Linked DNA regions of Mus musculus: regions 1, 3 and 4 are each linked to region 2. The links are chromatin contacts, called in public HiChIP or PLAC-seq and promoter capture Hi-C maps. All regions are on one chromosome and are shown on one strand. The core of a region is the stretch at or near the end of the contact, and the rest is flanking DNA. Distances in the headings are between cores, read along the strand shown. Region 1 holds the start of Mlf1 (myeloid leukemia factor 1). Region 2 holds the start of Shox2 (short stature homeobox 2). Region 3 has its middle 100 kb from the start of Gm35236. Region 4 has its middle 140 kb from the start of Gm35236.

What was found. Promoter capture Hi-C pulls out the DNA fragments that hold promoters and counts their contacts. HiChIP or PLAC-seq counts read pairs in DNA pulled down with a chosen protein or histone mark. Capture Hi-C pulls out chosen DNA fragments and counts their contacts.
Region 1: a contact with region 2 is called in a promoter capture Hi-C map of adipose tissue. The contact joins the promoter of Mlf1 here to the promoter of Shox2 in region 2. A contact is called at or near these places in 3 of 39 promoter capture datasets (hippocampal neurons and liver), 5 of 115 datasets of contacts at active chromatin or transcription factors (bone marrow-derived macrophages, cardiomyocytes, embryonic stem cells and 1 more) and 3 of 9 other capture datasets (adipose tissue, liver and pancreatic islet).
Region 3: a contact with region 2 is called in a promoter capture Hi-C map of second pharyngeal arch cranial neural crest, with 5 times the contacts expected there. The contact joins the enhancer-like site here to the promoter of Shox2 in region 2. A contact is called at or near these places in 9 of 39 promoter capture datasets (the 3T3-L1 cell line, cancer-associated fibroblasts, cranial neural crest and 6 more), 4 of 484 Hi-C or Micro-C datasets (cortical neurons, cranial neural crest, embryonic fibroblasts and 1 more), 10 of 115 datasets of contacts at active chromatin or transcription factors (the NIH/3T3 cell line, astrocytes, craniofacial prominence and 7 more) and 2 of 9 other capture datasets (embryonic stem cells and pancreatic islet).
Region 4: an H3K4me3 HiChIP or PLAC-seq map of embryonic basal ganglia shows a contact between it and region 2, with 3 times the contacts expected there. The contact joins the enhancer-like site here to the promoter of Shox2 in region 2. A contact is called at or near these places in 7 of 39 promoter capture datasets (the 3T3-L1 cell line, cranial neural crest, hippocampal neurons and 4 more), 1 of 15 datasets of contacts at CTCF or cohesin (the NIH/3T3 cell line), 9 of 115 datasets of contacts at active chromatin or transcription factors (astrocytes, craniofacial prominence, embryonic basal ganglia and 6 more) and 2 of 9 other capture datasets (embryonic stem cells and pancreatic islet).

What each region holds. Positions count from the first base shown.
Region 1 is chr3:67,369,384-67,375,543 of GRCm38.p6, reverse strand. Mlf1 (myeloid leukemia factor 1) reads right to left here and starts at 1,447. Exons shown (of 7, transcript NM_010801.3): 1 at 1,282-1,447. The coding sequence starts at 1,328.
Region 2 is chr3:66,977,688-66,983,634 of GRCm38.p6, reverse strand. Shox2 (short stature homeobox 2) reads left to right here and starts at 1,864. Exons shown (of 5, transcript NM_001302357.1): 1 at 1,864-2,424; 2 at 5,241-5,449. The coding sequence starts at 2,079. It also overlaps a transcript of Rsrc1 not described here.
Region 3 is chr3:66,501,746-66,508,123 of GRCm38.p6, reverse strand. No RefSeq gene overlaps it. Among named protein-coding and RNA genes, the nearest start is that of Gm35236, 100 kb to the right of the region's middle. Within about 2 kb of position 1,498, at least 11 of the 459 cell types and tissues checked have an H3K27ac peak or open chromatin away from gene starts, as enhancers often do. A contact at or near this core is called in craniofacial prominence, embryonic limb bud, neural stem cells and 1 more, where this site is marked.
Region 4 is chr3:66,534,851-66,540,774 of GRCm38.p6, reverse strand. No RefSeq gene overlaps it. Among named protein-coding and RNA genes, the nearest start is that of Gm35236, 140 kb to the right of the region's middle. Within about 2 kb of position 3,869, at least 20 of the 459 cell types and tissues checked have an H3K27ac peak or open chromatin away from gene starts, as enhancers often do. A contact at or near this core is called in embryonic basal ganglia, where this site is marked.

The sequences.
Region 1 (6,160 bases), core at 198-2,697, 390 kb before region 2:
TATGCACAGAAAACTAGATAATAGTGAAACTTAGTTTTAAATGTCTTCTTCCCAAGGCCTCATTTATGTCACTGTGAATCACTCACCATTCCTTGTTACCAGAGGTGTTCATTGCACACTCTTTCTTTTACCCCTGCCTGCCCCATTATTGCATTGATAAAATGAGAAGCCCCTTCCCAAGCAAGGCCAGTTCTGCTGGAGGCAGGTAAAGAAAACAAACAGTGTCCCATGGCAACGTCCAACCACTTCGAAGCAGCCAGCTCAACTCTCCTACTTAGTAGTGCTGTCAAGGTGACAGCCTTCACTATATGAAAACTTGTTTTAAATAACTTAGCACACAACCTCTAATTCCAGAAAGAAGGAGGAGGAGGAGGAGGAGGAGGAGGAGGAGGAGGAGGAGGAGGAGGAGGAGGAGGGGGAGGAGGAGGGGGAGGAGGAGGGGGAGGAGGAGGGGGAGGAGGAGGAGATGATGGCGGCAGTGGCAGCGGCTGCAACAGGTGGACTTCTGTGAGGTCAGCCTGATCTACACCGAGTTCCAGGCCAGTAAGGTTTACATCGGAGTCCTCTCTCAAGCAAAACAAAATAAAAAACACACCCCCCTCCACAGTTTCTCAAGTCAAGGAACTGTCACCCTAGAAAGCACTTCCACCCCTATGTGAAGTTCAAGGGACTTTTTCTGATCAGAAGTTCCACTAATATGGCAGTTATGATCACCAGTTATAAGCCCTGCTGCTGCACAGGAGGGTTTCAGATTCGAGGCCACCCACACACCAAGTCGCCCCAAATAGTCAGCAGCCTGCACCTTGAACCATAGCTCAGGATCCTAGTCCTCGGCTCCCACCAGCAAACCCTCTCCTCACCTCAGGCTTCTAAATCCTCCTCACCCCCATCCTGCTCAGCTCACCCTCTCTCGTGTCATGTCCTCCATCTCTCCATGCCAAATATCCTCAAATCCTCTCCTCACACCCTATATCCTAATGACTCCAGTCCTTCAGCTCCTGTGCCCACTTCTTACGTCCCCCATTCTCCTCACCCGCATTTCTCCTCAGCCACTTCTCACATTTCTCCTCATCCCTATTACACCTTATAGCCTCTTCTTTCCCTCATTTCTCCTCACCCCCACTTCTCACACACTTCTCCTCACGACCACTTTTCCTCACTCCGTTTCTCCTCAAACCCATTTCTTCGCGCCTCCCGCCGGGCGTGTCCCCCCCCCCCCCACGACAATTTGCGGGGCGCAGTCCCCTCGCCTTTTCCGGCGAGCGCGGCTGGGACACTCACGCGAAGAAGGGGTCATCCTCAAAGCTGCTGCTCAGCATCCGGAACATCGTGATCCTGCGGCGGGCGGCGGGCGCGGATGGAAATGGGCGCAGCTCTCTGCGCCGCCACCAGCCTGCTTCCCGCTTGCTTCGCGCGTCTGCCGGCGGCAATCGCCGCGCCCGCGACTAGGGCGGGGCTTGACGCAGGCCGTTTTCCTATTGGTCATGACCTTATGACGTCACTAAGGTGAGGCGGAGAAGGGGGAAGGACATCGCTCGGCTGCTATGGCAACCTCTGTAAACACACTGGCGGCGTGAAGTTTGTCTGGAGGCCCCATCCGCGAGGCTCCTGAGAGACAACTTGGTCTCTCAGGAGCCTCAGGAACCAAAACATTAGACAAGTTCTGAATCACCTTGGCCAAATCGCCCTTAATCCCGACAATTCTCTGGTAGCTGGTCAAATAATGAAAAAAGGTTTTGAGAACAATAGACAAGTGTTTGTATTCACTTCTTGAAGGAAACAAGATGCAGCCTATGAGATTTCAAAAACAAAACAAATACAGTTTTCTGTAATTCTAAAACTCAAAGCAGTGTCTCCCAATACACAAATAACATCTAGACATAGGATCAAATACACAAAAGAAAGAAAGAGAAAAAGAAAAAAAAAGCAAAATGAAAATTGCTCCATTTCAAGGATTAGATCAAATCTTTATCACCTTCCCAACGTTCTTAACAAGCAGAATTTGGGCACAAAATTTGTAGCAAGCAGCCATATCTAGCTAAAATTCTATTTCAATTATTTCCATTACAGTATAAAGGAACCTTCTATTTGTAGTAAGGAAGATGGTTTTCACCTTAAAGCAGTCCAGTACCTCAACGATAGCCCAAACATTTTAACTGATCTTCAAGAAATAGTATCGGTAAGATTGGTGGGAAGTCGGCAACATGAAAGTTTTATTCAATTGTTAGGGTTTGAAAAGTATTATATAGGCCTTCCAAGAACTGGAGGCAGGAGAGAAGGAGAAAGAGGAGGGAAATGACACGGAAGGAAGAAGAAGCAACTTGCACACACCCCCTCAATTCACCTGACCCCACACTCTCCAGCGAGTTCCCTTGGGGAGGTGGAGGGGTGTTCATGGCTCCTTGGGGCCCTGTGGGAGACATATGGCATGCTGCCACTGGGAAGAAGTGACCAGGACTTGATTTGGAAGTGGCAGAAGTACTCAGGGTTATTTTTGGGAGCTGGAAATGTAATCCTTTGAAACGCACCCCCACCCCCACCCCCAAATCACCAGGTTTCTCTGGTCCTCCTGCTCCCCAGAGGACTGGCTTGAGGCAGGGCCAACTTTACAATCTAAAATGACACGGCCCTTCCAGGAAATAAATAGGCTATTTTAATCTTCCTCTGGCCTCAACACGCTGCTCAGAGAGCATGCATGGGTCAGAGGACTTGCAAAATAACTCCATGGCAAAACTGTCTGTACAACACCCGAAATTAGTTTCTGTTTGGCACAAGGCAAATGTTAAAGAGACTATAAAATGAACACAGGCAGTAGCATGACAAACAGTCATATTAAAGCACTTTTGCATTGAGGCAAAATAAGGAAACTTGTGAGAAAGAGTTCCATCTTGTTGCATGGAACTTCTCTCAGAACCACACAGTTAAAACAAACATGAAACATTTAGTCCAAAGACAGCCTGGTAGGGGCTCACCCACAGTACATGCAAGCAGTGCAGACATTCTGTGTAATGCCTTTTTTAAAGGTGGTGGAAGAAAAAGAATTGGAACTGAAAAGCCCATAACACCAGTTTTAAATGGAAAGAAAAGAAGGGGTGCGGTCAGGAGAGGATAAACACCCCACTAAAGAAGCATTTGAGGTGTTGAGCTGGCTAAGAGGACAGAGCCCTGGCACTGGCTGCAGACACAATTATAATAACTGATTTGTGAAGCCCTCCTGTCATTTGCAACGTGCGAGGGCAGGTTAGGAATGAAATGGTAGGTACCTGCTCACTGAAAACTTGAGAGAAGGCATGGGAGTGTGCAGTTATAAATAGGGGAGGCCACATAGTTGTTACGGAGAAAGTGAGTTTGAGCACAATGTTAGAGGGAGGAAACAGATATCTTCTTGAACTTTCCAGGCCAGTGCAAAGTTACCTGAAATCACATCAATTGAAATTCACCTTCAGAGAGTAAAATCATAAGTTTTATTTATTAGGATAATAGTTCTCACGTATTTCTTATGTTCCAAACACTGCCCTAAGAGCTTTCAAATACGTGTTCTCAGTTAAACCTTCCCACCTCACCTGGGCTAAGATGTTTATCCTTTATTATATATGAAAGCACTGATGCCCAGAGAAATGATGGTTCACTTTAAACTGAAGTCTGTCCTGATGCAAGGCTTACATTATCTCCACCTTCCTACTTTGCCTCCCTGTGACATTTAAAAGGAAAACTACTAGTACATTTGTGTGGTAGGTTACATATTCACACATGTGGTCTCTAGCCACACTGTTGCTTATGTTTCTTTTAGAAGAACACTGACAAAGTCAAGGAAAGACTTCCAGAGGCAAAGCATGAAATTCAAGCCAATTCTGCAACTCTACTAATAATTAATAATAGTTCAAAAGGCCAGTGGAATTCATACCCATTAGCTCACCAGATACTTAAGAAGGATTGATTACATCTCAGACAGTATTTTAATCATTTAGGATACAAAACTCTCTGGCCTATTGGATGTACATTAGCCCATATGTCAAAGATTCTATAAAACCTCAGTTACAGCACCTTATAACTTTCAGTAAATTTCTACTCTCTCAAGTGCCCAAGAAGTCAGTCATCAGTAGGCTTTTGAATGCTGGAATTATACTTTATTATAGTTCTCCAGACTCCTGAGGCTTAATCTGTTATAAACATCTTCATTACTGTGGATTTCAGTGCCCCCAATGACTTTGTACCCTCGTCTCATTATAGACTATATATCTGCAATACATCAATATTGTCCTGGTGAGTTTTACTGTCAACTTGAAACAAGCCAGAGTCATTTGGGAAAAGGGAACATGAGTTGAAGTATTGGTTCATTTAGATTATCCTGTGACCAGGTCTTGGAGGAATTGCTTTGGTTGATGATAGATGTGAGATAGCCTAGCCCACTGTGGCCAGCACCAACCATAGGCATCTGAACCTGAACCATATAAGAAAAAAGCAAGTGAAAAAGCAAGCCAGAAAGTGAGTAAAAGCAGCAACCAGCACTCCTCCATGACCTTTGCTTCAGTTCCTGCTTCCAGGTTCCTGCCTTGAGTTTATTCCGTGACTTCCTCAGGTACCACCTGTTACCTGGCAGCATAAACTGAAACAAACTCCATTCCACAAATTGCTGTTGGCCATGGTCTTTATCACAGGAACAGAATGAAATTAGGACAGGTATGTTCTGAGGATGAGATACAATTTGTCATGTGACAACCCTGGAGGGAGACACAGACCATGGAGTAGTTGGTATATGTGAACACCACCAAGTTACAGCGATGCAAGCATTTCTAATGACCCAGAGGATTTCCTCATGCTACTTTCTAGCCACACCTCTCAGAGTAAGTAATATTCTGAGATTTGTTTCTTTCTTGAACCCACCCCTGATGGACTATGTAGTGGCACTTTAGTCTTTCTTACTGCATATAAAGCTACCAATCTATCATCAAAAGAGTTTTAGATTAGTCCTCAATTTGGCTTTCAAAAATAAGGCTATGCTTGTATGTTTTAAAAATCAACATTCTATTATTATTCTTAGGTTTTTATTCTCATTGAGATTCTGAAAATTTTTTTCTCAAGGCAATTCATGAAGTGAAGTGTTTTCCTATTGATTTGGCTCAATAAGTTTGTCAATAATTTGTGCCTCTAGATGTAAACTGAAGCTTCCAGAAACAAAGGACCAAAGCTATCCATGTTCAGGATTCTACAAGCTCAAATGGTTGATTAAACTTGGTGACAAGACTGTTGCAGAGAGCCAAGTTATCTTGGGTTCTTTTTAATCCCCTTAATAACCATTATTTAATAACCATTGATTATAATTTATTTATTGCCCAACTCTGCTTCCTTTTGACTATCAATACATTGAAATGTCTTTAATGACCAGCTTCCATCAAGCCAATAGCCAAGAAAGCAATCTGATAGCATCTGAAAGCCATAGCAAACTTCTCCGCTTGGCTACAACGTGTTTACTTATGGTATTAGGTACATGCCTGATTTGTGGCCTTTTCTATATTTAATAAAGCCTCCTTCAGTAGCTTTCATAGCGGGACACCTGATCCATGGCAGCCTGAATCTCTGTTGTTGCAGTTATTCATGGAAGGTACTTCTTATCCCCCTGGAGGTGAGCTCTGGAAGGTACTTCTTATCCCCCTGGAGGTGAGGTCTGGAAGGTACTTCTTATCCCCCTGGAGGTGAGCTCTGTGTTTTGCACTAACATAGTTAAGAAGGAACACTTTAAATTAAAAAAGGAAATAGAACTATGGAATGTAAAACGATGGAAAAGTAGAAAAATTTCTTCAGAAAAATACTGAGGTCATCTGTTCTCAGGAGTTGTTTTAATTCAGGTTATCTAAAGGGCTACTTGGAGAGTTATTTTTAAATCCTTGCTGCGGTTGGAGAGAATCCAAACTAGGGGCCCCATTGGCAAGATGACCAAGGGAATCTGTTGGAAAATACTGAAGACTTGGATGTCCTCATTCCTTTACAATGTGTTTTGATGCCTTTACTAGTCACAATAATGAGATTATTTTCTGCCAGTCACTGGAAGGCCATGCAAAGCTCAGAGCTGTATGATATCTACTGTGCGTGTGTGCGTGTGTATGCATGTCTCCTTCCTTTCCTTTTCTTTTTCCCTTTCATTTCCCCTTCCCTTCTAATT
Region 2 (5,947 bases), core at 615-3,114:
ACATTATGTACCACAATTCTGTGTTCTCTTTACCAATGTTTTAGGTTGTTTGGGTAGAACTTCTGAAATTATTGGCTAAGTGTGTTTTGTTGTTCTAATCAATAAGTAGAAGATATACATATTAATGGCCTGTAACTGCTTTCATTTTTACTGAGTACTGGATCCAAGAGAACGAAAACATTATCTTTTAACATCAAACAAAACTCATTAATATTCAGTATACTGAAAATGCCCCCCCAAACTGCCACTTAAAGAGGTATATTTGTTTACATATTCAAGTAAATGTAACATTTCATATGTAAACATTCTTTTGTGTGAGCAAATAAGTATTTGCATAGCTACAAATCACACAGCAAGCCGTGGCTTAGAGGAGACAGTCATGTCCCCCCCCCCCATATAATTAAGAGTTTTTATAAAATAATTGTCAAATATACAGTTTTTAAGTTATAAATCAGAAAGAGAGTTGTTTTCCCCCCTCCAAAGAGTGAGTCTTTTTTTCACAGTCCACGGTAAACAAAAATTAGTCGAGCGACAAGCAACATCGGTAATTTTTTCCGCAGAACTCAAAAAGTAGTCATCTTTTGTTTTTCAGAATTAGGAAATCGAACTAGAATGCCCCCCAAGATGCTAAATAATTAAGGGCAGGGTGCAGGGAGTTGTTAGGAAAAGGAGTAAGAACCCTTAGACCTCATAGAGAAAATCGAAATGGAACTGCGCCTGACCGGGCTGTAAGAAAATACCTTAAGACCGAATCTGGCAGAGAACAGCTGCTCAGGAAACAAGTTAAATCGACCAACCCCTTCTAGCGGGATGTGTCTTTATGGGAGTCAGCTTTGACTCCAAAGTAGTAGAGTGAATTACAGGGACCAGTACTCAGTGAGGCTGGCTGCGCGTTCGGAAGATCCTAAAAGGAGGTGAAGCCTTCCGAGGTGCTGCAATGAAGCCCCATTCGCAGCAGGCGCGTGAAGACCGGATGCACCGCTGTGCAGCTGCAGCGGCTTGGAGCAAGAAAGGGTGCAGGAACGGAATACTGGAATGGTTGCTAGGCCTATTAACCATAGAGAGCCCGATACTGGGCCAGAGACCAGGGGTCATCATTGTAGGGTCGAGCAGTTGGGATGCCCACCCAGAGCGAGGCTGTAGGGTCGGGTACTCTCTGAGGATACCCACTGACTCTGATTGCAATGCACTTGTCAGTTTCCTCTTGGCCCCGCCTCCGAGAAGTCTATCCAGTTCCCCAGTGTTTTACTAAGTCGTGACACCAACGCAAAATCCACGCTTAATTAAATTAATTAGGGATTCTTGTCAATCCTGGATTAATGGCCAAGAGCACCAGCGGCCGAGGCTATCAGAAAACCCGACCGCTGAGGACCTGCCTCCTCTCCCCGCCCCCTCTGGTCCCCTGCTTGCCCTCCCTCTCCAGCCCGGTGGACTCCAGCCTGGATCCTCCATCCTCAATATTCATATTCATATTCTCTCTCTCTCTCTCTCTCTCTCTCTCTCTCTCTCTCTCTCTCTCTCTCTCTCTCTCTCTCTCTCTCGTCCCCACTCCCTCTCCTCCCCACCCCAGGTAGTGGCGCTCCTGCTACCCGCGAAGGGGTTCACTAGGAGTTGCGAGGGGAGGTAATTTACTCAGAACAAGAGGCCCGCCTTTAGGAAGTATAAATAGTGAGACTTCAAGAGCTGCGTCGCTATCAGATCTGAACTCTCCGCAGGAAGAATTGTCAAAGATCTTAACATTGAACACGCGCACTCCGGCAGGGAAGCATCAGTTCCCATTTCCCTCTGGCGGCCCCCGCCCCTTCCCTCCTCCCCCCTCTCCCCCTTTACCCCCTCCTTCCTCCTCCTCCTCCTCGTCCTCCTCCTCCTCTTACTTCTTTTTCTCCTTCTACTTCTCCTCTTCTTTCTTCTCCTCTTTTTCTTCTTCCTCCTCCTCCCTCTCCTCCCCCATCCCCCTGCCCCATTGATGTGTTATTATTGGGGGGGCTGGAGCAGTAAAAAAAGAAGGAGGAAAAAAAGAGCGGGGCTCGGCAGGGAGAGCTTGAGCGCGAGGTTGACCGGCGGCGGCAGCGGCCGCGATGGAAGAACTTACGGCGTTCGTCTCCAAGTCTTTTGACCAGAAAGTGAAGGAGAAGAAGGAGGCCATCACGTACCGGGAGGTGCTAGAGAGCGGGCCGCTGCGCGGGGCCAAAGAGCCCGGTTGCGTCGAGCCGGGCCGCGACGACCGCAGCAGCCCGGCAGTCCGGGCGGCCGGCGGAGGCGGCGGCGCGGGAGGAGGCGGAGGCGGAGGCGGAGGAGGCGGAGGAGGTGCTGGAGGAGGAGGAGCAGGCGGAGGAGCTGGAGGAGGGCGCTCTCCCGTCCGGGAGCTGGACATGGGAGCCGCGGAGCGGAGCAGGGAGCCCGGCAGCCCGCGGCTGACGGAGGGTAACGGCCTGCCCCCGGCCGCGGTTCCCCTTACTGCCTTCCCTTATCCTCGGGGCGGGAGAGGACCCGGGACCCGAGCGGGAGGAGGGCGGCATCGCAGAGGGCCCTGGACCCCAGCTTTGGGAGATACCGGGATAGTGGAGGGGTAGGAGGCCAGACTGCTCCGTCGTGGGTGGGGTCCTCGCGTGGGGGAGGGCGTGGGGTTTCGCGCACCCTTCTCTGTCGCTCCGGTTGCACCGAAATATGTTTTTCGCGAGCGGGAGGATGGGGCCGCGCTGCGGGACGGCGAAGTTTGTGTGGCCCGCGGCGAGAAGGGGTGCGGCAGGGGCTCACTAGGAGGCCGGTTGTAACTAGCCCGTAGTCCCGAGTTTGCCAGAACCCCTTTCCTAAGCCTAAAGGAGAGAAGGGGAGGGGAGAGAAAGAGGAGAGCCACACGACATTGCCCTTCTTTAGATTTGCCATCAAAACCACTGTAACTCTGCAAAGCCCCCAAATCTCCGGATCTTGGGGACCAAACTTCACATTCTTACTGAACAGTTAAGGTAGGAGCCAGCCAAAGGTCCAGGCCAAGGTGATTCCCTCTCGGTGGAGGAATTGAGGAGTAGAGGGTGGGGGACGACGACGAGGACACTACATACACAATTTCTTTACTGGCTAGAATCGTGCAGTACTTTAGGAGAGAGAGAGAAAGAGATGGAGAGAGAGAGAGAGAGAGAGAGAGAGAGAGAGAGAGAGAGAGAGAGAGAGAGACTTTTGGAGAGAGCAGTGTTAGAAAAAGGCTTTATCTAACCGGTGAAGCGTCCATCAACTCAAAGTTAAAAATTAATTTGGCACTCGGTACTGCAGTAACTGGTGTGCTGCCATATTTTTCCAATTAAGAAAATATGTGGCATGCGTAGAATCACAAATTTAAGCAAGCAATTAACTTGTTTATAACACGGTCTGTTCCTGTTTAGGCCATTAAGTGGAAAGTTGGGGGCGAAAGAGACATTATATTAAGTCTATTAATCAACTTGAAATTTGGATTTGTTTTCCTTTGAAGCCCCTAAACTTTGAGGGGAATCCACTCTGGGGGTGACAACAGACAAAGCCAGTCCACCTTCCCATCTGAAGAATATATGTTCCTGTTTAAATTTTACTAAGATGTTAGTGAGATTGTCCTAGTAATGTTTTCTATTAAATTGACCCCTAATGTTTGCTGTGACCTTATCTACTTCCTTCCCGGAGGAAGAACAAACGTCCACAAAATGAACTCTGAGAAGCAGAAATACAGGCAATAAATAAGGTTACTGTATAGAATGCCAAGCTGGGGCAAGATGGGGCGCTTTGCCTTCACCGAGATCCCGGCCGGCCGTGTTCCCCTAAATTTAGAACGTGATAGGGTAAAATGATAAAGGGGCCCCCAGAGTAACCCTTCAAGGTTCATAGCTCTGAGACTCGGGTTACATAGCCCTGGCAAGCCTGGGTGAGCCAGTTGCTGGGGTTGTTGATTTCCAAGCTCTGGGCAAGTGTTAATTTCTTTGTAGCTTGGCTCTTTCGACTTAATTTTTTCCCCTCTGTGTTGATCCGGTTCCTGGGTTGGGAGGAATCAAAAACAGCCTCTACTATCTAAACTTAGCTTTGACAGTGGACATCCATCTCCAAATCATGCAGAGGATGAAGGTTGGGTGGACCTTGTATTGATATGGGCCTGACTTTGACTGTCCTCATCATTGCCTTTTGACATACATATATACCACCCCTCGTGTGGCTCTATTTGCTCACACTGCCAGAGCTCCTATCTTTTACATGGAAGGACAGCAAAGTAGCAACGAATGTGAGGGGGAAAATGCATATTTTATTAAACATCCGAGCGGCTGGATGCATGAAAAGGTTTTGAACAGCCAATAGAAACCGAGGAATGTTCTGCTTGAACCTGTTGATCTCAGTGGGTTTAAGCCTTTAGGGTCGATCCTTGGTTTCCACCGGGGAGGGAGAAGGAGAGGACAGATGCAGCGGTGGGTTTTGCTGACCACCAGAGTCTGTCTGATTTGCCGCCTCTACCCTTCTGGCCCAGCGTGGGCGGCCAGTCATCCAGGCCGCCAACATGGCGTGGTTGCCTGTGCCAATCCGACCCGAGTCTGGCAGGGAGCACAGGGACTGCCTAGTTGCTGATGGAACCATCCGTAGGGGTCTGGTCCGAGCCCTTGGGTACCCGGGGACGTGGCTTTCGGCGCAGCGCTGTACCAGAATCTCGTTTTCCTGCTGCAACCTTTCAGCGGGCCCAGTTGTTCCTAAATTAGACCAGCAAGTTTGCGGGAGGCAAAGGGCCAGAGGCAGCAGAGGCTGGCGGGACAGCGGAACAGCCCTCTGGGGATAGCTGGCGTGCGAGGCCATCGCGTGGCCTTGCCGCGCCCTTTAACCGAGACCGGGCTCTGGGAGAGGCCCGCGCAGCGCTTTTGATTTCCGTGAGTGCGTGGGTCAGTGAGTGCCATAGGGTCAGGAATGCATTTGGTGTTGACAGAAGGGAAGGGAACAGGTAGTGAGAGGGTAAGCTAAGACCCCAGTTGAGTTGGGTAGCCGCGTGCCCACCTTGTCCCCAGGCAGCTATACAGACGAGACTTTGCGGGTCTCAGAGACCCCATCCTCTCTCCAGGTCTTCACAGGGATCCCGCGCTCCCAGGGTTTAGGAGTCTCTAGCCTTCTGGAAAAATCTGGTAATGAGACTGTCTTGCTTTTTTTTTTTTTTTTTGTTCGTGTGTGTGTGTGTGTGTGTGTGTGTGTGTGGTGGTGCGTGCTCCGACGCACGTGTGGTCCTTCCGTGGTGCCCTCTTCAGTGTCCCCTGAACTGAAGGATCGCAAAGACGATGCGAAAGGGATGGAGGACGAAGGCCAGACCAAAATCAAGCAGAGGCGAAGTCGGACCAATTTTACCCTGGAACAACTCAACGAGCTGGAGAGGCTTTTCGATGAGACCCACTATCCAGACGCTTTCATGCGCGAGGAATTGAGCCAGCGACTGGGGCTCTCTGAGGCCCGAGTACAGGTACCCCCATTGCGAGGAGGTGGAGGCTGGGTCCTGAAAGTCAGAGTGCTATACCTAATGTTTGCGGGGAAGCTGCAGGTGTCTGGTGTGAGATGAAAAAAAAAGGGGGGGGACATCTTTTCTAAAGATCTTATTTTCTAAAATGGGTTTTGATCCCGTAGCCCCTTTCACTCCTAAGCCAACATATGTTCGCTGAAAAAGAAAGCTGTGCTGGGCTTGCTCCCAGAGTTTCTATTAACCACACCCCCCTAGCCCCTCGCTGTCTTTAATGTGGTTTAATCCTAATGGGCCTACTTTTATAAGCCTTAAAAAAAATGCCATAGAAAACGTTTTATCTCTGAAGCCTTAAAAGTTACAACGAGTATTTTGCTCTCTGGAGTTGGGTTTCGTTGAGGGTCTAGGTTTGCCAAACGGATATACCAATTAGGTTTATGGATGTACAGACTATAAAGAAAATTAGCATCTGTTAAGTGCAAAAATTTACAGTGTACTGCTAGC
Region 3 (6,378 bases), core at 249-2,748, 480 kb after region 2:
AGCAAGAAATTCGAAACATATTTAATGGCACTAATGATTAATTTAATATTAATTCAGCAGATGCCTACTGAGTATCTACTATATTTAGACACTGGGGATATGATATGAATGATGTCTCTTAAGAAACTAATTATATAAGTTTGCTTTATGTAATAACTTGGCATAGGAATTAAGGAATAGATCAAGAATGAAACCCTGACCGCTTGGGGTCTTAGTCTTGGCAATGGGAAGGAGATTTATTTACTGAATGAGAAAAAAAATGGAGAAAGAGAAAGAGGAGGTTTGAGTGGCTGTAGCTGCTATGCTGTTAGATGAACTGAGATGTGAGTATTGGGGATATCTCTCCATGGAGAGACTCAGTAGGCCAGGGAGCTCTCAAAAGATAATGTGATTTAAAATGAGCATCTTAGATGCTGTTAGCATGAAATGAGAAATGGAGGAATTTATTGTGGGTAAGATACCCCAGGGGAATAGAATTTAGATGCTGTATTTAAATACTTTAACACATATGCTCTGTGATGTGTTTGAGCTTTATCAGTGTGTTTTCAAATGAAAGAATTTGAATTATCAAGAGTACATTACACGAAGGTAGATATAGGTTCTTTACAAGGAAATCCTTATCTCATGACTGACCCATGGTGCCACTGGCTGCTGCAGGAAGTAGTGAGCTGTTCTTCATCTACATAGGTATTCAGACAAATTACAATGTGTGGGGGAGACATCCATGTATCTGGAAGGAGCTAAACCAAAGGCATCGAAAGCAGTGATCCTCACATTATACCATCAGAGTAGGTGAAGGATTGTGGAGCTGGGAGGAGATTTTAAAATGACGTGGTACTGAGGTTCAAATCTTAGAAACTGGCTCAGTAATACTGGCATTGCATACTTCTTTAAGATGTTCTAGGAGTACCTGGGTTCTATTTTTAAAGGCGTATCTGTATTATTGTAGTGTGTATCTGGACAGGAGTGTGTGCATTAGAGTGGAGGCAAGGCTAGAGCAGAGGGTACCTGTCATCTGTGCTGGGAGCTGAGCTCATGTCCTCTAGAAGAGGAGCAAATGCTCTTAACTGCAGAGCCCCTAACTGGGTCTTAAACTGGGTCTTACTTTCCCTAAAATATATAAAACACTATCTCAATACTGTGGGGGACTTAAGCATAATGGCTTGGTAAATGCAAATCCAGGCCATCAGCAAGCACAAGGCTCAGTGGCACAGAGGTCAACAAGCTTTTCCTTAATTGAAGAGAAAGTAAATATACCCGTTCCTTCCAAAAACACTGATGCTTAGCATTTAACTCGGGCCTCATGACTCATTAAGAAAAGGAAATTCAATAAAGTCCAGCAAATATGACTGCAGGAGGAGCTGCCTCCAATGAACTGGATGTTTATAGGACTTTGGGTGAAATAGAAATCAATTTCCAAAATAAAATACTAAACATAGACTGTGATGGTCATTAAAAGCTTGTTTTTATTTTTATCCCTGTAGTGACCGTCTTTTGTATCCGATACAGCTGTGCTCTTTTGATTCTTTAGAGTGTGTCTTAGAGAACCCCAGAGGGCTTCCCATTTGAACTTGTGGGTCAGAAAGTAAATCATGATGGCTAAGATTCTATTTTTTGACTTCCACAAACAGAAAAATGATTTTTTTAGGGGATACATTTGGGGGGGTCAGAATTTGAGGGAAATGAAGTAGGCACACTACTTTGGCAGTAGAGGGGAGGCAGAGAGTAATAGAAAACAGACCTAGGAACTGGGGAAGTGCAGACAGTCATCTGGGACCATTTAGGGAAGGGGCAGGCAGTTCTGCACACCTCAGTGTTCCCCAGGGCATCCACAGATTGGAGGACATAATTTGTTTTATAGGGTTTTTCATCCAAAGGACTTTCTAAACATGTATCTCAATAGTGTCTGTGCCCAAAGGGCAGAGGAGGTGCACTGTGCAGAGTGGAGAGGCAGTACTTAGCAGAGAGAAATGTTTGGGGATTAAAAACTAAAGGTCTAGAGAGGTAAAGGAAACCCAAATTGGTTGACAGTCATATTTTTTTGTTCTCTAATGTCATGCAGTTCTAAGTGCAATGTTTTAAGCAATTAGTTCCGGTGAAATTATGAAGAAAATGAGAAGTCCGAGCTCATGCTGAGAGGGACACAGCCAGAGTTCAACGATTTCTGCATAAGAAATGAGACAGTCACAAGTTTCATCCTGTCTTTCCCAGGCTTCTCCATGGAATCAAGGATGACAGCCCCATTCCTTCTTCCTCTAGCCAAGACTCCTTCCTGCTAAGCAAAATGAGCACCACTGAGGTCATTTTCTTGTTCCCACTGAGCCTAATGCAATCAGGTTAAGAGAGTGTGAGTTTGGAAGATGAAGGCTGACAGCTGAAAGCTGAAGGATTCTGTCAAGACAGCAACCGTGATGCCGGCTTACCAAAAAGGAGGTCAGAGGCTAAATATAGAAATAGAACAAGTCTCCAAAAGATGGTTAATGAAGCAATGGCTAGGACCTGGAACCATGCCAGTAGTCTTATTTGTGACATGGACTCAGGTATTGTTTTAAAGTGACACTTATTGGCACATCCACTATTTGGATACTTTTGTGTATATTATTTCCTCCCCAGTTAGCTTTTTAAATATTTAAACAGTCTAATCGGTGTCATTATAACTCACTGCATTAAACTATTCTTTTGTTTCTACCGAAGGAAGAATAGCAGATTTAAGAGAATCTTTAGCTTCTGTAAAACATACACATAGGATTTTTTTTGTGTGTGTGTACTTACGGTTTAAAAACTCAAGATCTAAGAGGGCAAACCTGGAATGGATTGTAGCACCATGGGAAAAGAACGTGAACAAGAGGAGCGTGTGGTGTGAGCACTCCATTCTCAGTAACTCTGCCTTTTCTCTGCTTAATTTTGCAAAGGGAGCTTTGTAATAAATCCAACTGCGTCAGAATCCCCAGTGACTCACATGGGACACAACTCAGAACGAGCTTGTGAATTTGGGGATCCTTTGCTAAAGTGAAAAAGAACAAAAATTCTCCGTCCTCCCTATGCTTTTTAAAACATCCTCCCCTCCTAAGCTTGCTTTCTTTTCTAAAAAAAGTTTTACCCTGAGCTTGCGCTAAGCAATGTGCTCAATCTAGCAGGAGAAATCAGGGCTGTGATTCAAGGCCCTGACAGGATATGATCACACTTGACTCTCATGGATGGTGACTGTGCGGAGAATTAAGCCCAACTTGAGGCTGGCGTAACTCAGCCAGCCAGACCTCGAGGCTCTGCCAAGGAGCGTGAGGACTCTCATCTAATGTGCAGCAGGGACTTATTCAAGATTTCATATGCAATGCAAGTTAGTATTACATTAGATCAGATTTTATGACTTTCCTTTTTGGGAAGAAACTTAGCATCATATAATTGGTGCTGTTTCAATCCCTGCTCTGTTATATCTGCTAACAAGAAGTGCTGTATGGAATTTAACGAAGTAGTTTTCAGCTCACCACACCCTCAGACTCTACACGAACTCTTGGTGGTGTCAGAAAAGCTTCCCCACAGGTAGGCTCAGTTACCAACACTTTATTAATGAGTTGCTTTAAGTTTATTTTTTTTTAATGTTGCAAAGAGTTATTTCTTTATTGGAGAGCACGCAGGTTACAGAGGAGCTGGAAGAAAAGGACCTGAGCTTTGCAGTCTGTCAGTTGAGCTGAATTTTGAATCATCGCTGTGGATGAGTTTGAGTTGCCAGCTTCTTAGCTTGGTTTGATTGCTTTAATTAATATTAAATTGGAACAATAGAGTCATTTTGAAGATCAGATGAAGGAATTTGTGTAAAATACTTAAGACATCTTAGTCAGGGTGATGGCAGTGGTGATAATGAGGATGGTAGCTTTGTGACTGTATGCTGACCACGATGATAACGGCATTATAGCGACAAAGACAATAGATTAGGGAGCCTCACTCCTGCCTTCTCCACTTACTAGTTGTATGGTACTCTGCTAGAGTTCTCTGCACAGCTTACAGGCAGCTCCACCCACGAGTCTTCTCCTTCCTCAGAAACTGTTCACTGTCTGTGGGCCTTGAGAGCCTCAGGGGCCTTCTGGGATTTTTCTCAAGAAGGGAATGTTCCAATTCAAAGAAACTACTTACATAAAAATATCAATTACATTATGCTTCATAACAAACTGCTCCAAACTGAGTGAGTCTGAAACAACACTGTTTATCATCTCACAGGTTGGGTGGGGCACGAATCTCCACTTAGCTGTGTCCTCTGTTATTTTGGGTCTTAACAAGCTTATAATGAAGCCGTTGGTCCAGGGTCTATGGTCTCATCAGAAGAGGCATTTGGGGAAGGAGCGGCTTATGATTAACAGAAAGGTTTTATTAGATAAATAAGCAAATTCTTTACTGATGATTGGCTGGAAACTGCTCTAAGCCCTGTACTTCATGGGTGTTTTCACACAGCAACTTGTTTCATCAAAGTCAGCAGAAAAGCATCTATTTATAAAACAGGTGCCAAGTCTTTTTGTAATCACACCATGGAAACTATCTTTTTTTTTTTTTTTTTTTTTTTGCTGTGTTGTGTTTGTTTGATATGGGTCACAAGGTCTAGTTCAAACCCAGTGGGAACAAATGCTGTGAGCTACCTAATATCTTTATGTGTCAGTTCTTTTGTCTGTTAAATGGAACTTGTAAGAATGGTTGTGGTAGGGCTATGTAAAGATTCAACAGGCATTATTTACAATTGTCTATGCTTATCATGTAGTGAGCACTCAATAAATATTTGGTATTCTTCCTTCAAAAGCATCAATTTCCAGCCTCTTTTCCATTGCTGATTCAATCTGCGTAATGACCCTTGTCATTCCATGTCACAAGGATAGTTGTATTGTCAATGTATAGACAGAAATGACAACCAGCTTCAAAGTAGGAGACTGGCATGGGGACTGGGGACACCAGAGGAGCAGTGTGGAATGCTGCTCATATAGAAATTCTAATATTCTCTTATTAAAGTAGGAATTAATTTCTGTAGCTGTGTCTAAATCAGGGGTAATATTTGTAATTATTAGCAACCATGTGAGCTTCGGTCACAGGTAGGGAGCTCATGAGCAGACATGTGCCATGACATGGCAGTGCTCCAATGGGCTGGCTGCATCTCAGGCAGGAAGTTATCCTTGGAGTCTGGTCTATCCTCAATCCCCTAGGATCCCATAACTGGCTTCCAAAAATACTTAATGACTTGTGATCCACAAAGCCCTTGAGCTTTGTTCTTCTTCCTTCACAACATTTTGCCAAGGTGGTTTATGAGCTAACATGCTAAAGTGATCTAGATGAAAAGCCATTTAACATGATAGGATCATCCTACTCTGTGGTTTTAAACAGTGTGAGCAAATGTATCTAAACAGAATCATTGTCTTTGGTTCAGGAGTGCATCGCATTAAGGGTTTTCTTTTGTTTTGTTTTGTTTTTTAATTCAACAAATGTTATATCAGAGACTAATTACCAGAATGAAAATCTGGAGTTTTTTTTTTTTTTTTGGCAGATCTTCTGGGTCGCCGCCTTCAAGGAGCTCCCGTTTGCCTTCAAATAGAAATGTCACCCAGACATGTGAGAATGTCCTTGCCCTATTCTGTTGTTCCCCAAGCCTTCCCATGTAACTCATCTCTTTCCTAATGTGTGCTAAGTACCTGATACTTTCCTATGCAGGAAGCTTATATGATCTAATTAACATTTAATGAGAGGAAACCGACTGATTAGAATGCTTTTCGTGGTACTTTAGCTAATAAATGTTGTATACACTTTTGACTGCATCTCCTCTGCATGTAGCGTCTCCCTCCCGATGGCACCCCTTTCTTCACAGCTCTGCCCTGCTCCAGGGCGTTCTGCAGCAACCTGGCTGAACACTGTGCTTTCGTTAATTTGAGGAAAGTGTTGAGCCAAATTATTGAGGTAAATATTTTGATTAAATTTTGCTTAGAGCGGTGTGAATGTAGCTTCTAAGTCTGGATTCAGACTAAATCCTTCCAGCCATACTCCTGAAGAACAGTGAGGGTCCCAGGCAGCTGGGACTGATTTCGTCTATGTTTATGTAGTCAATTAGGGCTGGGGAAGTGTTGCTCAGGAGGTTCTGTTGGTAGGACTAGGAGGTGTGACTTTCCAGCCCCAAGCAGTTCCCCTGGATGGCACAAATGCAGCCATCAGGTACCTGCTTTTGCCTTCCTGATTATGGAAAGTGCCCTAAGAGAGGATGGACTATGACTTTAAAACGTAGCAAGTATTATCAGATTATCTGGGGTGGGGAGCCAATGACTCTGAAATGCACCCCTTGTGCATCTTATGAACTTTTCCCACATAGTTCAGTCATTAGCTGCAAATCAGAGTGTAACAGACACTGGTTGA
Region 4 (5,924 bases), core at 2,620-5,119, 440 kb after region 2:
ATAAGAAAAATTCCTACTTCTGTGATTCTTGTGGGTAATAGTTGGAAGAGCTTAGGATCAAATTCTGATTCGACTTTTTAAAAGCTCTTTTATTAATATTCTAAAACTGAGTAAGGACGCTTCTCATAGAAGCTCTTTTGTCAGAACCCTCTACATCACAAATGTGACATTGTAAAATCAATCTCTGGCTGAAACATGGCTCTGCTTGACCCCGTTCCCTTCCTCTCTCTGTCACTGTTTGCCTTTCTCCTTCCCAAGAAACATTCAACAGAGCAAAACACCTGTCACCACGTCATGGGGGCATCTCAGGATGGCACGAAGGAAGGTGGATCAAAGAATCCTCAGGACATCCTGCTAGTGGTTGGTTCATTTGGAAATCGGCTAGGAGAGGAAGGTTTTGCTTGGGCTTGTTTCTATTTTAAATAAATGTTTATTTTATTTAGTATTAGTGTGGGAGTGCATGCACATGCCACACACATGTGTGAAGTCCACAGAGAAATCTCAGGAGTCAGTTCCCTCCTTCAACCCCCCTGCTCCGGGGACTCAGCTCAGTGTCATTGGCTTCTGTGACAAAGATTGTTACCTGTTGGACCATCTCGCTTGTCTCGGTTTATTTACTTTTTTTTTTTTTGAGGTTTTATGAATTCACTTTTAATGAAAAGGTATAATATTGAAATTTGAGGTAATGTTTATCTTTATAAGTGTATTTGTCTATAGATATATGGTGACTTTTATATTCCTAAAGACATTTGAAATACTATCTGCATCCTATTTTGCCATCCCCATGGTACTTCATACACAAGTTCTTACTTGGTCTTCACAGTACCTGTATCTCCTCCCCAAGAGGAAGTAAAGACTCCCCATGCTGACTCTTGCTATGCTAGCTACTTCCATACAGATCAAATAGGTGATTGCTAATTTATTCGTTTGAATAGTATCTTAAATAAGCTTATATGTGGACATTCAATTTCACTCAATGTAGCACTATGAAGTAAGTATTATTTATAATATTCATGATTTTGCAAGTGAGAATCACTTCATTTTTAAATGGGAAAGCTCAGGACTCAAAATCAGGCTGAGTCAACCTCTGGGCTTTGTGCTCTTGTCTGCTCCTCTACCTTTCTGTCCATCCAAGGTCAGGCAAGTCTTTCCCTGAATGCCCTAAAACCTCTGTCTGTAGAAACAAGTTGTTCCTAGCCGTGTCCAAGGAGGCTTTGGTCTGCTTGGGCAGTATTACCAATCACTGGGATTCTCCCTCCCTGGGCTACAAAATTCCATGGGAGAGATGGACAAGGTGCCAGTGGATGCACACTACCCAAAGCAGACACTCCTCTGATGTCCATGATGCCACACAGCCTCCCATCTCATTTCTGATTCCACTGCCTTAGCAGAGAGAGGACAGCTGTCCAGCCACTTCTTTGTGTCCTTCTGCCAGTTCCTTTGGCTTTAAAAAACAAGAGTTTTTGTCCCTCCACTCCACATTCATATGTACCCCTCCCCCAAACTTAGAATTGTTGGCTTATGTCATAATGGAAGGCAAGGGGTATGGAGGAAAAATCAATGCCAGCCTCTGGTTATCATTTTAACAAAATAGAATCGGCTTCTGTCAATACCTGCTATTCTCAGGCTAAATTATGGTGCTAAAAGACTTCAAATTAGAGAAAGTACGTTACAAAGTCTGTTTTATGAGTGACACTTTGGGGATTCTAATATTTTCAAAACATATTTGATCTCTTATTTCTTATCTCATCTACTAAAATTAGGGTTTGCCAAGTAGATGAAGTGATGTGGATTAAAAAGGAGTAACGTTTCAAAGCCCAGACAAGAAAAGCCATTTTGCAATAATTATGACTATCTTCCACAAACTCTTGCCAGTGTTGTCAACTCTAGTCTTTGCTGAACGTTTCAACATGGCACCCAAGGGGAGCTTTCAAACCTGACAGCCATTTCCTATTTGTCAGGAACAAGAAGGAGGAGTTTTAAAGAAAATGAGGTCTTCCCCTTTCAGATGTAGAAATAAAGGGGTGGCGGGGAGACACATCGGAGAATAGGCAATGTGAGGCCCTAATGGGTCACGACAGCTCGGATATAGTAGTTTTCACTCCTCTGTAGGGGCAGCCTCATTACCCGCTCCTGCTTGTGTTTTGCTGCAGCATCTGTGAGTGATGAGGCCACCCTTATCTCACAGAACGGAGGGATGCACTCCCCACTGCTGTGACAAGTTCTTTTGGGATAAATACTCATAACAAATTTTATTTCACAACCACACACACACACACACACACAAAGAAAGAGCTACAAATCCTTAAGTGACACAAATGTGTCACTATCCATGTATTAAAAGACCTTACACACGTGCACAACTGTAGCACTTGAATGGTTTTCTCTGTCAATTTGATATTGACACTGGTTTAGTTCCATATGCCAAATCATTTTAGAAATGACACCAGCAAATTCTTAAAAGGAGCGAGTGACATCCTTTGTCTGTGAAGTAAAAAGCAAACAAAATCCTCAGCCATCAAGTTCAGTGTACAAGATCACCTTTGTCCCCTGGGCCAATGGCCTCCCAAAGCTGACTATGACGCATTCTCAGGTCAGCTCTTGTCTAAAGCAGTGCTGCTGGTGGGAAGCCTCGTGACACCAGAGTGCACGAATCTTAGCTCTGCTTAATCAGACAGTCGTCCTATATTGCACTGTCTCTTTTTCAGTCTTAAATTATTTATTAAAAGATCCAATGCCTGTTAGGGCAACCTCATCAGGATGGAAAACATGGATTCCGTGACTCCTGCATAAAATCTGCAACTCAAATGCAAATGGTGGGCAAACTTCAAACGGCCATGGAGGAGGAAGGAAGCAAGCAAAAGTGAGGTGTTCAGAAGGAGCTTGTAAATATTTTGGTATTATTCCCCAAATGTTTCCCTTTTCTCTTTTAAAGGTTTTGTTTTACAAACCCACAGTGTGGCTTTCTTCCTAAAAGCATAGGGAGTCTCACTTAGGGCTAGCCTTGCTTCTTCTTTAGGAGGTTCAGTCGGAGTGTTTGGGAGGTGAAGGGCTAGCTGCTCGTTTTCTTTGCTTTGATGGATTCCTCCCCTCATAAACCATAGCCCAGCTCATAATTATAATGCAAAACAGCATCCCTCCAGCCTGCTTGGTGCATTTACAATCTGAAGTTCCTTGAAGTTCTAAGGATTTTTAAATATTGATATTCATTAATTGTATGGCTTTTTGTGACATAAATGCACATTACACACTTTTATGTGCTGGAAACAACTAAAAATGCCATGTCACAAATGTTTACATGGCTGTTATGGAAAACAGTTCCATGCTAATATATGCTTGCTTCTTAAATTCTGTTAGCAGTTGTAAGACAGTCAGATACCACCCGTGGGATCTGGTGCCCTCATGAAACACAATTACAATGAGAATATCTCATTATCTCATTGGCTTTAGCTTACTGCTCTGTTACCATGGTTTCAAATACACAGAGGAGTCTGAAACTAAGAGTGCTGCTAACAAAGAACATATCCTTGTACAATGACATCAGATCATGTTAGACAGAATAGACTTAATTAAATACCCCCTGATGGAGGCCAAAATACAGAAGTTGGGTCTACTTTTTTAAAAGGAAACCAGCCATTTTAAAACATTGTGCTTAATTTAGTTGGGAATTTTTTTTATTCCTTTTTAATAGCAGCTACAACTCTAAATTCAGATCCCATTAATATTCTCTGGTAGTGACAAGGAGTTAAGGGGATGGAAGAGGAAAAAGACAACTGTCAGAAGAAAATGATGTCAGATGTTCCTTCCAAGGGTCCGGCCACCAAAGCAGCCAGTTCACAGAACACGAGATGTTCATTTCCGAGGGTTCAAACTGCTGGACCGTCCACTATAAAATGCCCTCAGATTTTCCAGCACGGATCCCCACCTTATCGAGTGTGGTCGGCCTCTGTTGGACTCAGCACTTCAGCCCCTGTTCTAATGCACTCGGTGCTTAGCTTCATAAAAACTAGAATTCTATTACTTTAGTGACGGGAAACTATTTTGTTATACGAGGAACCGTAACTCCAGAGCCTTGGGCTTGCAATCTCTGTGCTGCTTACTGTAGTCTGATTGACTTCCAGCCCCTGACTTACTACTCGTCACGGAGGAAAGTCTCCTGGATCCAGCCAAGTTGGCTTTTGTTTAAAAAGACCTTTAAAATACCCTTCGGTGGTGGCAAATCATTTAGGCTTCAGAGCTATCCTAGTGGATAAACATTTTTCTCTCAAAGACCTAAAATGGTGGCTTGCAGTTTTCTGAAATGTTGTAAAATTAATTCCCCTATAAAAGAAGTCTCCCTTGTCAACGTGAAGCCTGCCACCCCCATGCCACACAAGCACACTAGAATTATAGCTGTAAAAAAAAATTTAAATCACTTATAGGCTCCAGAGACTATCAAGTGACATAATGTGACGATAATGACATCCCTGGTGGTGTTAATTGATTTTGTCCTGGTAGAGAGGGTAATTTGGTTTCTGCAGCAATGCAAGATCATGGGCTAAACTGACTGGTCTGCCTAGGTAGTATTACCATTAATGAACAGAAAACACACTTTCTGCCTTAAATATTGGTAATTACAGGGAAGGGAAGATGGAAAGCCAGAGGTTCTTAATCATGGAAGGAGAGTTAGTTCTAAGTTGTTTGCATTCACCGGGGAAGTGTGTCGAAGGATTGTGAATTAGCAATTCAGAGTCTTGCTCCATAAAATCCAGCTGCTTTCCTGCTACCTCAGAAAGATCTGTAAATAAGTCAAATGATTTGTAAAGTGTTCTTCAACAGAAAAAAAAAATCACACTTGGCAGCTGCATGTGCCGTGTGATTAAAAGTGATACATCATCCGTCAAGCTGCCTTCCTTTATTGGTCTACATTCCTTTCTTTATGGTTTCTAATTGGTGTGATTTTGAAAATATTTTAAGTGAAAAATACACTCTTTCTAAATTGCGCGTGTAGACAAGGATATTCAGATAATTCTCTGATTTTTTCAGAGGCGTTGCATAGATTTGGAAGTCATTCAAGCTCACACAAATAATTGTGATTATGCAAATAAAAACATTGTGCCGTTGAAGGTACCTCTGTTCTGTTGGAGAGCTCAGTTTACTTTTTACCCACTGAGTTTGACTGTCTATCAAGCCCTATCCATCCTACTACAACCAGAGATCCTGTTTGTAGGTGTCAGCTCTGCTTGAGCATAGCCAGCATCCCTCTGATCAGTGGGGAGCTGTGCAGGTCTCACTGTGAAGTGTTTTGTATATCGTGCCTGCATCCCACCATCTCAATATCTTATGAATCTGAGCCTTTATCTCTGTTGACACATTTCTGCCTCAGGTCGGGTTTTATTATCTATAATTTGAACTCCAGTTATCATTTCTTATTTCTTTTCTTAATAATAGAATTCTGTCCAGCCTTTTTTTATTCCAGTTTATGCTCCACGCTCTATCCACAAGGACTCATTTAAAAAGTTTCTAATGGCTTGTGTTTATTTAGAAAGCTAAGAGAAGTTATGTTTTGTTGTTGTTGTTTGTGTTTATTGAGACTATTTTTTTTTAAATCCTAGAAATAAGCCAGGTATGATGGCATGTTTCTAGAATCTCAGAAACTGAGGCAGGAGGATTAAAGGTTTGAGGATATCTTGGACCACATTGTGAGTGTGCTGGTTAGGTTTTTGCAAACATAACACAAGGTAGACTCATCTGGGAAGACAGAAGATCAACGGAGGAATTATCTAAGCCAGACTGGCCTGTAGGCAAATGTGTGGGCCTTTTCTTGATTAATGATTGATGTGGGAAGGTCCACCCCCTGTGGCTGGTGTTACACTGGGAGGGATAAGAAAGGTATATCCTGGTCCTTGAAGGGATAAGAAAGCTGAACTTGAGCCTGAGGGGAA